Regions from separate parts of the Zea mays genome. Here region 2 is linked to region 1. The links are chromatin contacts, called in public Hi-C maps. All regions are on one chromosome and are shown on one strand. Each heading gives the region's core, a stretch centred on a gene start, on an enhancer-like site or on the middle of the called end of the contact. The rest is flanking DNA. Distances are from core to core; before and after follow the strand shown.

Region 1 (2,700 bases), core at 148-2,647:
CTCAGAGCCACCCGGGACGGCAGCAGAGGGCGCCATACTTGTGTGAGAAAGGCTGTAATCAAGTTGGCGCGAATAGGCTCACTGGATCAGCAATGAGTCTCCGTATATCAGTATTATCACGATTGAAATCCAGCCAGTCCTATGCGCACCACCAATTAGACACTTCCTGTTGAAAGGGGGCACAAAAACAGTTATTAATGCATTAAAGGAAGGCAGGAAAAAAAGTGAAGTATGCATCTCCATCACACAAGTAACTGATCTACACGAAGCTCCGTTACCAAATCACAGAGTTATTACCACATATATAGGAGTAGTGTATTTTGCAATTCCATCCAATAGCTGAATTGCACCTTAGAAAATCCTGCCTCTACCCAGTTCTCCAACGATTTACCATAAAAAAACAAGGGCCACAAATAATAAAGGGTTCCCAAAAAAAAACAAATGCAGAAGTCATCTGTTGTCGAGAAGGAAAGCCCACAAATTTGATCCCGCACAGGGTGAGCCTTCACTGACCACAAATAATGACCTAAATTCCCACAACAATCCAGATACGCAGGAAACAAAGTACGTTGATGCATGCTGAACAACTTTCCGTTAGAAGGGCCAAGCAAGGGCTGCAAGGCTAACGCACGCGTGCTGAAATCAAAGGACTGCGATCAGACTCCAAAATATGAAGAATTATGGAATGAGCTCCAGCAATCTGGCTGGAGCACCTGGAGCGAAGCTGCGGAACCGCATGCCACGACTTCCACGAATCTCGACCCCCCAACCGCAAAATCTCAAACCGTCACTCCGTACCAAAAACAACCCCCTCCTGAATTCCCCCGGACTGGAGTAAGGGGAAGAGCCAAAACGAACGAACAGATGCGGAAGCAGGACAAAACAAAACGAGTGATGAGCATGAAACAATTCAGATAATCCGCGCGCGCGCGAGCGAGCGAGCGAGAGAGAGGAGCACCTGGCGGCGATCTGGGTCCACGCGAGCACAACGCCAATTGCGGCGCGCGAGGCGGCGGAGGAGGAGAGGGGAGATACGGGAGTCGAGAAGGATTTGCGGTGGGGAAGGCGAGAATTGGGGGGCCCTATGGCTGGGGTGTGGGGGTGGGGGTGCTCGCGCGGATATTCCCCTGCTCGGGAGCCAAGCCAGGGATCATGTCACGCGGGGCTCCAGGGCGAGGAAGGCCGCCGCCATTGGGCGCTGCTGGAGCTCGTCGGCACCGTTCGGGGCGCGGCGGGGCTGCGGGCGGGCGGGCGGCTCCGGTTCCGCGCCGGGTCGGGTGGGGTCGAGAGAGGCAGAGGTGGGGGAGGGTGGCAGTGGCTGGGAGGACACGCGTCTCTCCTTTCCTTTCTGTTCTGTTCTGTTTAGGCCCGGCTGCTCCTGCTCTCTTCTCTTCTGCTCCCGATCTTTTTTTATCTCGCGACGCCGGGGGCTCGTCCGCTCCGGCTCGGCTCGGCTGGTCACGTTGCCTGGGCGGCTGGGTACTGCGGCGGCACACGCGTCTGGAACCAGTCATGTACGGATACGGCGATGTCCATGCCTCGTCACTAGTGTCTCACTGTGTGTACAAGTACAACTCTCTGGTCGTTAGCCATATGACTCACAGTGCCTATCTAGGTGTTAGATTTATCGTGGATCCACTCAATGTCAGATGATATATACGGGCGTGCTAGGGGTCTAGGTTACACTAGTGTCGGCGTTTCGAGACAGGGGGGTCCCTAAGCCGACGAGTGAGTGTGCTGCGTGCCCCAGCCCAGATGGGTCGAGCGCGTGGGCGAGCGCGAAGGGGGAGAGGCGAGGTGGCCGGAGTCGAGCGTGAGAGAGGTGGAAGTCCCGCGGCCTTCGTGTTCGTCCCGCGCCCAGGTCAGGTGCGCTTGCAGTAGGGGGGTTACAAGCGTCCACGCGGGTGAGGGAAGCGAGCGGCCCCAAGAGAGCGCCTGTCCCGTCCTCGGTCCCGCGCGGCCAACCTTCTCTAAGAAGGCCCTGGTCCTTCCTTTTATAGTCGTAAGGAGAGGATCCAGGTGTACAACGGGGGGTAGCAGAGTGCTACGTGTCTAGCGGAGAGAGAGAGAGCTAGTGCCCTGGGTACATGCCAATGTGGCAGCCGGAGAGGTCTTGGCACCTTGCTGGCGTGATGTCGTGGCTGTCGGAGGAGCGACGGAGCCTGGCGGAGGGACAGTTGTTGGAGCGGTCGATTCCTTGCTGACGTCGCTCTGCTGCCGTAAGAGAGCTAAGAGGCGTCGTCGTCACAGAGCTTGGGGGGCGCCATCATTGCCCATCCGGCGGAGCTGGCCAGATGGGACGCCGGTCTTGTCCTTCGTGTCCCAAGTCGGCTCGGGGTAGGTTGGTGATGGCGCTTCCTGTTGACGTGGTGGACCTGTGCCCTAGGCAGGGCGACGTGGGGGCTCCTCCGAAGTCGAGGTCGAGTCTGCCTTCCGTTGCCGAGGCCGAGCCCGAGCCCCCGGGTCGGGCGAGGCGGAGATCGTTTGGCCGAGGCTAGGGCGGAGTCCGAGCCCTGGGGTCGGGCGAGGCGGAGATCGTTTGGCCGAGGCCAGGGCGGAGTCCGAGCCCTGGGGTCGGGCGAGGCGGAGATTCGCCGTCTTCCGGGTCTTAGCCCGAGTCCGAGCCCTGGGGTCGGGCGGAGCGGAGTTCGCCGTCTTCCGGGTCCTAGCCCGAGTCCGAGCCCTGGGGTCGGGCGGAGC
Region 2 (2,700 bases), core at 196-2,695, 150 kb before region 1:
CCCTCAAGCAACGAACACACCTCCGGCTCGCCCGAGGCCCAATCTTCGCCAAGAAGCAACCTTGGCCAAATCACCACGACGACCGACCGTATCGCAGGAGCATTTAATGCAAAGAAGGCCTGGCACCTTATCCTGACGCGCGTCCTTCAGTCGACAGAGCCGAAGTGACCGCAGTCACTTCGCCGCTCCACTGACCGGCCTGACAAGAGGACAGCGCCGCCTGCGCCGCTCCGACTGTTGTGCCACTCGACAAAGTGAGGCTGACAGCAGCCAAGTCCGGCCTCGGGCGCCATAGGAAGCTCTGCCTCGCCCGACCCCAGGGCTCGGGCTCGGACTCGGGCTCGGCCCCGGAAGACGACGAACTCCGCCTCGCCCGACCCCAGGGCTCGGACTCGGGCTCGGCCCCGGAAGACGACAAACTCCGCCTCGCCCGACCCAAGGGCTCGGACTCGGCCTCGACCTCGGAAGACAGACTCGACCTCGACCTCGGAGGAGCCTCCGCCTCGCCCTACCCAGGGCTCGGACCGACCACGCCACAGGAGGGGCCATCATTACCCTACCCCTAGCTAGCCCTGGCTACGGGGGACAAGACCGGCATCCTATCTGGCTCGCCCCGGTAAAACAAGTAATGATGGCGCCCCGCGTGCTCCATGATGACGGCGGCTCTCAGCCCCCTTACGGAAGCAAGGAGACGTCAGCAAGGACTCGACAACCCCGACAGCTGTCCTTCCACCAGGCTCCAGCGCTCCTCCGACAGCCACGACATCACACGAACAGGGTGCCAAAACCTCTCCGGCTGCCACGACGACATGTACTTAGGGCACTAGCTCCTCTCTGCTAGACACGTTAGCACACTGCTACATCTCTCATCGTACACCTGGACCCTCTCCTTACGCCTATAAAAAGAAAGTCCAGGGCCCTCTTACGGAGGGTTGGCCGCGCGGGGAAGGACGGGACGGCGCGCGCACAGGCCTCTCGCTCCCTCCCGCGCGGACGCTTGTAACCCCTACTGCAAGCGCACCCGACCTGGGCGCGGGACAAACACGAAGGCCGCGGGTTTCCCCTTTTATGCCTGTCTCCCTCCGGCTTTCCCCCCCTTCGCGCTCCGTCTCGCGCCGATCCATCTGGGCTGGGGCACGCGGCGACAATTTACTCGTCGGTCCGGTGACCCCGGGTCGAAACGCCGACATTTAGCGACTAAACTGTAGTCACTAAAATTTAACCTAGTGACTAAGGGAACCAAAAAGTACCTAAGACCTATTTAAAATTGAATAAAAAGTGATTTAATATCCTCTCATCATTGTTTAGCTGCGGTAAAATGATTGACGTGGTCAAACAGGTTAATTTTAGGAATAAAATCATTCTGGTGTAGTAATGTTATCTTCAGAAATAGTTTAAAACACAAAAATAGAAGAGAAAAAAAAAACTCGAGCGGGGCTCCAGCGGGCAGCGGCGCATCCAAATTCCTCCTCTCGCAGATAACTGTGGCAGTCAGTCAAGCAGCAGGTCCCGAGCGGTGGCGGCGGCGACCACGTGCGCGGCGGCGATGGTGAGGACTGAGGAGCTATCCCGTATAGAGGGGCTGTGCCTGTGCGCGAAGTGAGCCACATAGCGGCGGCGAGCACGTTCGAAGCCCACGAAAAATGGCCTCCCGCCTCTTAACCAGATCAGCGGCGTCGCGCCTCGTTTCCCACCTCCACCGCAAGACGCCAGGCATTACTCCCTGCCTCCTCACCCGTGGCCCTGCCTTGGCGTCCCTCTTGGGGCCCACTGATGGCCTCCCCCACGCCGCTGACTCCACTCTGCTCCGCGTTCCGATGCGGTGGCTCTCCTCTCCGTCCTCGGAGGCGGTGGCGGAGGCTCCGATGACCGCGGACGGCCTGACTGTAGACTCAATCGCCGACAAGGGGTGGACGATTCTTCCCGAAGCCGAGAGCGACTGGCGCAGCCATGCCGCGGCCGTCGCACAGTCAGTCAAGGTCATCAAAAAGCGCCTCAAGGTACAATATTCACATGACACCCGAAATTCAGTGTTTTTCCGTTGGCCAAATTGACTTCTATGGTTGCGCAAGGATGTGTATCTTACTCGTAGGTTCTTGATTCATTCAGGCATTTGAGCGAACATCTTATGTCCGTAGTGTGTTTATGCTCGCTAACTGAACGTTTTTATCCCGTCTGAATTTGGCATTTTTTTATTTGTATGTGCAGTTAAGTTCTTGATTCGTCTAGGCATTTGAGCGAACATCTTATGTGTGGGGTGTGTTTATGCTCGCTAACTGGGCTAAATTATCCGGCCCGAATTGGGCATTGTTTTGATTTGTTCAGTGGGGATGGATACTTGAGAGAACGAAGCAATTGGCTGTGGTGTTGGAGAAGCCAGACCTCTGGGAAGACCCAGTTTTTGCTGGGAGGGTTAGCCGTGAGCAGGGTGAGCTCATGGGCAAGATTAAGTCAGTGAACCAATTTGAGCAGGAATTGATTGAACACATTGAGATGCTACGGCTTGCACGTGAAGAAAACGATAATGAACTTGAGATGGTGAGTACAATGCTCATTACATGATATGAAGTTTGAAATTACAGCACGAATCTATTTTCCATCCTTTGTGCTGATCATCTACCTGTTTCAACTGTTATTTTAACTGTTTTGTGCAGGAAAGCATGAAGGCTTTAGCTGATATGAGAAGAAGTGCAAAGGAGA

The links. A called contact is a pair of places that touch in the nucleus more often than the background predicts.
Region 2: a contact with region 1 is called in a Hi-C map of root tip, with 3 times the contacts expected there. The contact joins the promoter of LOC100281737 here to the promoter of LOC103627832 in region 1. A contact is called at or near these places in 2 of 25 Hi-C or Micro-C datasets (leaf and root tip).

Annotation. Positions count from the first base shown.
Region 1 is chr5:220,915,458-220,918,157 of Zm-B73-REFERENCE-NAM-5.0, reverse strand. It overlaps LOC103627832 (putative protein kinase superfamily protein), which reads right to left and starts at 1,397. Exons shown (of 10, transcript XM_020538722.3): 1 at 959-1,397; 2 at 1-166. The coding sequence starts at 36.
Region 2 is chr5:221,063,244-221,065,943 of Zm-B73-REFERENCE-NAM-5.0, reverse strand. It overlaps LOC100281737 (peptide chain release factor 2), which reads left to right and starts at 1,445. Exons shown (of 7, transcript NM_001154657.2): 1 at 1,445-2,000; 2 at 2,326-2,538; 3 at 2,655-2,700. The coding sequence starts at 1,644.